Regions from separate parts of the Mus musculus genome. Here regions 2 and 3 are each linked to region 1. The links are chromatin contacts, called in public HiCAR-type and promoter capture Hi-C maps. All regions are on one chromosome and are shown on one strand. Each heading gives the region's core, a stretch centred on a gene start, on an enhancer-like site or on the middle of the called end of the contact. The rest is flanking DNA. Distances are from core to core; before and after follow the strand shown. Region 1 holds the start of Tmx4 (thioredoxin-related transmembrane protein 4). Region 2 holds the start of Pcna (proliferating cell nuclear antigen). Region 3 holds the start of Jag1 (jagged 1).

Region 1 (2,781 bases), core at 249-2,748:
TGTTGCCTACAAATAGAAACCAGCTCTCCTGAGTTGTGCCATGCAAATTATACTTCTATCATCTACACAGCTACCTTTCAGAGCATGTTTTAACATCAGCTGTATTGAAACAGAGCTAGTCTTTTTTTCCTCCTAGATCTTGTGGCTAGGAAGCACAGCGACCCAGATGCCATAGCAGGGGCAGGCAGCTATGCCCCTATCCTACTCTGTGCTTCCTAGAAGGAAAGCCCCTCCTACAATCCTTGCGTAATCCTCTGAGCATCCTCCTCTTTCATCCGAAATGCAGGAGATGGGATTGTTCTGGAAACAATCTCTGCTAGACATGAGAAATGCATTACTAATGTTTTCTTCTGTGCCTCTTGAGCTTCTTTGATTTCTCATTTCCAACTAATGTATACATGAAAAAGATGCGATTAGCTTCAACACTGACTAAACTTGCATCACTCTTGCTCTTTGTACCTTCAGCCCCACCCCCATGCTCTAAAGCCAGTTAATTCTAAGCATAAGCATTCCATTTATTCACCCCTTTCTCTGTTTCTGTCTCTGTCTCTGTGCTAAAAATGCTACAATGAAAATGATAGACTTTCTGTTTATGAATATTTTATAAGCACAGTAAAATACTTTCTACCAGCATTGTAGGCTCAATGTGCACACTATAACATTTTATCCAGACAACAAGACAACACCTCTGCATGCAAACTTGATCTTTTCTATATTACGGACTAGAGGCTGACGTTAAGTACTCTCAAGTACTCTGAATTGCATAGCTGTGTTTTATGCTAGGAACAGAAATCACATTTGTAGGTATATTAGCTGCACCACTGAATTTTACAATTTAGACACCTAAATAAGCTCATGGGCCCTCCAGTTGTGTTACACCAAGGTGTGGTAGTTCCAGGGTACAGATTCGTCTAATGTGTATCTGTAAATCCACAGAAATCATGTATGACTCTGACAAAGTTGTAGCTGGAAGAAAAATGGTGTCCATTTCACTGCAAGTAGCAATAGGAACAGATTCATTTTGTTAATACATGTGTTTTAAAAGTCTATAAAATATTTTTAAAAATTATTTTTTAAAAGGCTGCATTATCTAGATTTATAATTAATCTAGTTTTATCTGTTTGGGCAAGGCTGCTCCAGTAGTGTGTGCATGCAGAGAGCTTTTTAATTGTCCTTCCCTTCAGTCGCCATGGTCCACTCCACAATTCTTGGATATTTTTGTTAACATGAAATGGGGGATGGGTTTATTTAGCCAATGGCCACGTTTCCCTTTAGAGAAACAGCAAGCAGTCGGTAAAACAGCATTGGGTCATTTGTATATTTTCAGCCAGACAGTCAGCAGGAAGAGCAGGCCGTTGCCTTGGGAAACTGCAGACGGTTGCTTTGGCAACCGCCTTCCCACAGTGCGTTGGGGGCGTGGTCAGGGTGGCTGGGCGTGGCCTTGCCGGGCGGGCAGATAAGAGGCTGAGGGAGGCGCGGCAGGCGTGGCTCGGAGCACGGCGCAGAGGCGGGTTGGCCTCTCCTCAGACCTCTGTGAAGGCGGTTGCTTGGGGTGAGAAGCCCAGCCACTGCTCCCCGCCCTCAGAGAGCTGAGCTACCTCACAGGCGCCACCATGACAGGCGGCTTCTGCGTCCCGGTACTCCTGGCCGCCTGGCTCGCAGCGGCAGCGGCCGAGGGTCTCGAGCAGGCCGCGCTGCCGGCCGAGGAGAGCCGTGTGCAGCCCATGACCGCCTCCAACTGGACGCTGGTGATGGAGGGCGAGTGGATGCTGAAATTGTGAGTGTCCCCACCCACCCCGCACGTCGCTTCGTCCTCGCGGTGCCCGTTGTCCTAACCCGGGCTAGACCCGGGCCGCGACGTCCCTGCCTGCCAGCACCTGCGGCGGCGGGCTGCGGCCTTCGCAATGAGCATGCGCACATTGCCTGCCCTGCGCTGTCAGGCTGCGGATGAAGAAGCAAAGCCTGCATCCTTAGCCGCTTTCACCATTGCATTAGGCCAGAAGTGTTTTAGAAATGGAGGAGGCAGTTCACCAGGGGGAGGAGTCGGAAAGGGGGAAGAAAACCATAAGTCCTCAGAGGTATAGCCATATTAGAAAAGGAGCAGCTATTCAGGCATGCATACAGCTAGGTAAGGTGTGTTGAAATACACCATTGCAACAGGGAAGGAAGACCAGTTTGTGTGAAATACCACTTTTCCTTTGGAAGACCTTGAGATGTCCTTGTGGGGCAAAAGCATAAACACGGGTGGCTAAATTAAAAAAGAAATTAAATTCCGACGCCATAATTTTTAGAGGTAGGACTTTTGAGCCAGTATCATAATTGGACTGCGCCAAAGGCATAAAGGGCAATAACAAGTAGCCCCCTTTGAAGAACAGAAGTCTGTAAGTGGTGCGTAGTGCCATGCACGAAGGTTATGTGAAGCTGTCAGGACAAAGGGAAGGGATTTATGTTGATTGTAATATAAAATTAATACCAGGGAAGGGGGCAGTCATCTGAAAAGGCTCATAGACTCATGGGCATCCAGGGAAAATGAAAAAATGTCTGGGAACATAATTTATGAGACCACTTTACCATAGCTGGTGGTCTCAGGCAATACAGATTTATCACTACCATTTGGTAATTAATTTTATGTTGAGGATATAGATATTCTCAAAATTGTATTTTTTTAAAAAACTTATCCAAGGGCACATTTGGAATTCTTCAGTTCAGATTGTAAGTAGATGCCTGAAATCAGGGTAAAAAATATGTAAATTAAAGAACATAATGGGTACTTATCCCCTC
Region 2 (2,796 bases), core at 12-2,511, 2.4 Mb after region 1:
AACAAGACAAACTAAAGGGAAATGCAGTGAATAAGGAAAGAATAAATGAACATGAAATGGAATTAATATGCTCCTATGTAAACTTTTTCCCCTTTGGTCAGTCTTGGTAGATAGTCCAAGGTGAGTTTAAATCTAGGCCCTCCGACCTCAGCCTTCCCATGTGCTGGAATTATAATCACTAATCACTCTCACCAGCTAAAACGGTCCTTTTAACTTTCTGAAATTGTATATACCTTATTAGTGAAAAGCAAACAAACAAAAAACCCTTACACACATAAATAAAACATCACACACCAAAAGCTTTCTTCACAACTCAACCAACTTCTATACAGTTAGAAGAGGCATTCCAAATGGAAACTATCAAGTTTCACATTAAAGTATTACACTTTCATTATCAAATATATTTTACCTACCACCAAAACCAAAAGAAAAAAACATGAGAAATTGAAAAACTCTATATCCTTTTGTAAATGATGTTAATCTACCTGCAGTCAGTTCTTCCCCATCCTCATAATCAATAGGAAAAACAAAAAAACAAAAAAACTTTAGTAGAACAAAATGCTGCAGCCCAGGGACATATGAAAGACGCTCCACCTGCAACAGCTAACATTTTCAGGATGGGGCTCAGGCTCGGGTTCATCTTCAGCCTAAAATTAAGATGAAAATACTAGTAATATCTACCTTTAGAAAAATGTAGAGAACCAGACATAAAAGGAAAATAATTACGTGATACATATGGACTTGGTATCTTCTTTGGAGAAGCGTTCACGTTAAGAGGTATTTTTTTAGTCTTTAGAGAGAAAAGTTCAGAGCGACGCACACAGAAAAGTGATATGAAATGGGGGGGGGGGTAGGGGTGTTAAAATATGGTGGCCTCTTTATTACTCGATATTTTGCAGCGTATTTCTTACGTTAGGGAAAACGCTCCGTAGTGTTTAAAATACTCTCCAGCTTCAAGGCAGGCCGCCGCGCACAGCTCGATTTGCCTGTGACTTCCACTTCCGTGGCGCGGAAACTTCCTAAGGATGGAAACTGCAGCCTAAACTCCCACAAACTTGGGCGGTGACGACAGCCTACGCGAACCCCGTGATGCCCCTCGCCTCCCAGGCTCCTACCCCGCAGCCCCGCCTTTGCATACGCGGTGGGGCGGGCCTTGCTCAAACCACGGGTACGATTGGTCCTTGAGGAGAGGTGGGTGGATCAGCGCTGTGGCGTCATGACCTCGCGCAGGGAAAAGGCGCGCGCCTAGGAAGCCGCGGCATTAGACGGTTGCGGGCGCAGAGGGTTGGTAGTTGTCGCTGTAGGCCTTCGCTGCCGCTTCTGCATCGTGAATCGGGGGACCTTGGCAGCCAGACCTCGTTCCTCTTAGAGTAGCTCTCATCTAGTCGCCACAACTCCGCCACCATGTTTGAGGCACGCCTGATCCAGGGCTCCATCCTGAAGAAGGTGCTGGAGGCTCTCAAAGACCTCATCAATGAGGCCTGCTGGGACGTCAGCTCGGGCGGCGTGAACCTGCAGAGCATGGACTCGTCTCACGTCTCCTTGGTACAGCTTACTCTGCGCTCCGAAGGCTTCGACACATACCGCTGCGACCGCAACCTAGCCATGGGCGTGAACCTCACCAGGTGAGCGGGTGGCGGGAGCGGGGCCCCACTCTTCCCGCTTCCGCTCTTGGCGGGGCTGTGACTCTGCACGCTCATTGGCTGGCTTGGCCATCCGCGCTTTCTGATTGGTCTATGGTGTCGGGGGCAGCCCTCACCAAAGCGCGCGGTTCCGAAAAGCCCGCGCTGGCAGTGGCGCCCACTCTGTTTCCGCGCCAAAGCCACAAAGCGGGAGTCCGCGGGAAAATGAGTGCTCCGGAGCTGTGCTCATTAAATGCCTGCAGCTTTGAGTGGCTGGTCTTAGCGCCTAATAAACGAGTCTTAGTGCAAATGTAATGTCGACTTAGAGTGACAATAGACCTTTTCTTGACTTCCAGAGTCTCACTGCGCATCATGGATTTGAGGGGAAATCTGTCAGTTTTAGCTTTTAACTTTGCTACAGCTACCTAGGTTAGTGCCTCCTGTATACGTGTTCAAGGACAGTGTGTGACTTATTTTAGTACAGATACATGGATTAGTGCCACTTGTATACATTTTGAAAGATTTACGAAAAGGCCAGACGTGATGGGGCACATTCTCCAGTACACTAGAAACCAAGGACACCCCGCTCAAAAAGATGCTTTCTCGAATGTTGGCTTTTAGTGCATTTTACTAAGTCGGTTTTAAGAATCACATATACCCGGTAATTTGCTTCACCCCTGAGAGAGTTTGGGGTACCCTTAGCCCCTTTAACAGTTCTCCAACCGTGAGTGTGAAATGGTACAACTTGTAATTGCTTTTTAAAATATAGATGTGGATTACATGTTGATAAAGCCTGTCTTTTTTTTTTTCCCCCCTAGCATGTCCAAAATTCTAAAATGTGCTGGTAATGAAGACATCATTACATTAAGGGCTGAAGATAATGCAGACACCTTAGCACTAGTATTCGAAGCACCAAGTAAGTTAAACACCTTTAAAACTCGGTAGTTACGTGTTGTTTCTGTTTCTCAAAACCAAAAAAAAATATTAACAATATTGTAAAATTTCCATCATAGATAGGACCGTGTGGTGTGCTTTGGTAACATTTTCCTTCTTTTGGTAGATCAAGAGAAAGTTTCAGACTATGAAATGAAGTTAATGGACTTAGATGTGGAGCAACTTGGAATCCCAGTGAGTTACCTTGTTTCTGATTGTGTGTTACCCTGCTGTGATACCA
Region 3 (2,727 bases), core at 152-2,651, 2.5 Mb before region 1:
GTCTAGAAGGGTTGAGGCGCTAAAGCAATCTCGGAAAAATCAGAGCTTTTCTTCAGGACAGGCTCAACGCAAGTTAAGAAACCCTTTTCGTCCTTTAATGGAAATCTGTTTTCCTAAAGAGCTCCGTTTAAACCCGCCTGGAGTGGAGCTGGCAGAGACTTCAGCCAGCCTTTGGGTTCCCTTTGACCTTGATTATGACCAGGAGTGTCGCTGCTAATTGCGAGGCCTGCCTCAAGGTGGAAAATGGCATCGGTTTCCACCACCACCCAGGAGAAGCCAAGTTCTGTGGACCACGACAGCGGTTAGGTTCTTTTCAGGCCGCGTCTCGCCACCCAGAGAGCAGCGCGGAGGCCGCCTACAGGTGCAGTCCCGCCACTGCGCCCGGGCTGGAGGCTGGCGGAGCCCTCGGCGTCTCAGAAAGCCCTTCCCGAAGTCCGGGCTGAGCCCCCGGGTGCCCGCCGGCCACTCCCCCTGCTTCCCCCACGCCTCTGCCCCGGCGCGGTCTGGAAAGGACGCTGGGAGCCCCTCCGAGGCTCCACGGACATGGATTTGGGAAGGGATGGCGCGCGGCCGAGGCTTTCCCTCGAGTTTGCGGCAAGTCTGACTCCGGGAAAGTTTTTCAAAGTTCCCAGCAGAGTCTGCCCAGGTCGCCTCTGCGGGGCGAGGAGACGGCGGCGAGCGCGCCAGTCTCGCCGCCGCCAGCACAGGGCTCTGGGCTCGCTTGCTGGGAGCGGCCCGGGTTCCCGGCGGGCAGGCCCTCCTCCCCGGGGCAAAAGCCGCAGCTGACGCAGGCGGCTCCGAAGGCGGAAGCCGCCCGCCCCAACTGCTCCGGCCGTACCGCGGCGCCTACACCTGGGGCTTGCAAGGGAGCCCAGGCCGTGCACCGAGGGGGCGGTCCAGCGGAGGCGCTCTGGGCTTCTCAGAGCCATGGGCTCCTCCACGGTCCTTCCAGGTTCCTTTCTCCTGGCCCGGGCTCCCCGGGACACTGATCTGCGTGTGGGGGCCCCTCGGGCGGCCATGCCACCCGGTCCGTCCCGCAACTTCCAACCCCTTCTCAATTTCTCCCCTCCCCAACAACCCGGAGGAAAGGGGCGTGCCCAATAGATGGCACGCCCCTTATGAATATTAACAATCGCGCATGCGCCTTGTTCCGCGTGTTGAGAAGAGGTGGCCAGCCGGAGTCCCGGCTCCCAGACCGGCGCTCCGGGTCCCTTCGAGAGCCAGGCGGGCACGCGTCATTGTGTTACCTGCAGCCGGCCGGCGAGCTAGGCTCAGGTTTTTTTTTTTTTTTTCCTCCCCTCCCTCCCCGCGTTTCATGCAGCTGATCTGAAAGGGAATAAAAGGCTGCGCATAATCATAATAATAAAAGAAGGGGAGCGCGAGAGAAGGAAAGAAAGCCGAGAGGTGGAAGAGGGGGGAGCGCCTCAAAGAAGCGATCAGAATAATAAAAGGAGGCCGGGCTCTTTGCCTTCTGGAACGCGCGGCTCTTGAAAGGGCTTTTGAAAAGTAGTGTTGTTTTCCAGTCGTGCATGCTCCAATCCACGGAGTATATTAGAGCCGGGACGCGGCGGCCGCGGGGGCAGCGACGACGGCAGCCTCGGCGGGAGCACCAGCGCTAGCAGCGGCGGCGGCGTCCGGAGTGCCCGTGGCGCGCGGCGCAGCGATGCGGTCCCCACGGACGCGCGGCCGGCCCGGGCGCCCCCTGAGTCTTCTGCTCGCCCTGCTCTGTGCCCTGCGAGCCAAGGTAGGAGTCTCTCTCCCGCTCTTGCTCCCCGCGGTCCTCTCCCTTCCCTCGTGGCGTTCTGGACGGGAGCGGCTGTGGCTCCCAGTGCAAGTTCCGGAGCCCTTGAGTACAAGGCTCCCTGACCCTGACTTTTCACCCGAGAGGCAGCACCCGGTGAGGGAACGCTGGTTCCCCAGAGGGGAGCCCCTGGCCTCGAAAGATAAACTCCTCCAGGCTGGGCAAAATGCGATCATTACGTTCTCACGGTCCTTCGGGGCACTTGTCTTAGTTTTCCCGCACTTGTGTTTTTTATGCCCCCAAACCAGGTTGAGCCCTAAACCTAGTTTTTGCAAAATTATTTTCACTTGCCACCGAGGATCTTTGGCAGCCTGGGGTGTGTGTATTGGGGGTGGGGGGTGTCAAGGAGTCTCCACCTCCACCTTCAGAGAAAACTTTCTCATGCGTTGACCTTCCTTCCTCGCTGGCAGGTGTGCGGGGCCTCGGGTCAGTTTGAGCTGGAGATCCTGTCCATGCAGAACGTGAATGGAGAGCTACAGAATGGGAACTGTTGTGGTGGAGTCCGGAACCCTGGCGACCGCAAGTGCACCCGCGACGAGTGTGATACGTACTTCAAAGTGTGCCTCAAGGAGTATCAGTCCCGCGTCACTGCCGGGGGACCCTGCAGCTTCGGCTCAGGGTCTACGCCTGTCATCGGGGGTAACACCTTCAATCTCAAGGCCAGCCGTGGCAACGACCGTAATCGCATCGTACTGCCTTTCAGTTTCGCCTGGCCGGTGAGTGAGCGACACACCGACAGAGTCGAACGCGGGGCCGAGCCCTATATTGCCTTGAGAAGGATTTAATGCCACTTGAAACTTGGCACTAAGTTGAGAGGCTTTGGGGGTGGCAAGTTTGAGAGTCCAGACTACAGCTGGACCTGGACAAGATGAGACGGGCGGGTCTTCCATTCTGGGTGGTGTCTGCTTAGCGCAGCGAAATGGGGT

Evidence for each region. Promoter capture Hi-C pulls out the DNA fragments that hold promoters and counts their contacts. HiCAR-type assays count read pairs that join an accessible place to other places.
Region 2: a contact with region 1 is called in a HiCAR-type map of astrocytes, with 6 times the contacts expected there. The contact joins the promoter of Pcna here to the promoter of Tmx4 in region 1. A contact is called at or near these places in 2 of 39 promoter capture datasets (liver and pre-B cells) and 1 of 115 datasets of contacts at active chromatin or transcription factors (astrocytes).
Region 3: a promoter capture Hi-C map of neutrophils shows a contact between it and region 1, with 4 times the contacts expected there. The contact joins the promoter of Jag1 here to the promoter of Tmx4 in region 1. A contact is called at or near these places in 2 of 39 promoter capture datasets (liver and neutrophils), 1 of 484 Hi-C or Micro-C datasets (embryonic stem cells) and 1 of 9 other capture datasets (adipose tissue).

What each region holds. Positions count from the first base shown.
Region 1 is chr2:134,642,838-134,645,618 of GRCm38.p6, reverse strand. It overlaps Tmx4 (thioredoxin-related transmembrane protein 4), which reads left to right and starts at 1,498. Exons shown (of 8, transcript NM_029148.1): 1 at 1,498-1,777. The coding sequence starts at 1,614.
Region 2 is chr2:132,251,645-132,254,440 of GRCm38.p6, reverse strand. Pcna (proliferating cell nuclear antigen) reads left to right here and starts at 1,261. Exons shown (of 6, transcript NM_011045.2): 1 at 1,261-1,625; 2 at 2,441-2,538; 3 at 2,683-2,750. The coding sequence starts at 1,405. It also overlaps a transcript of Cds2 not described here.
Region 3 is chr2:137,115,194-137,117,920 of GRCm38.p6, reverse strand. It overlaps Jag1 (jagged 1), which reads left to right and starts at 1,401. Exons shown (of 26, transcript NM_013822.5): 1 at 1,401-1,744; 2 at 2,212-2,517. The coding sequence starts at 1,664.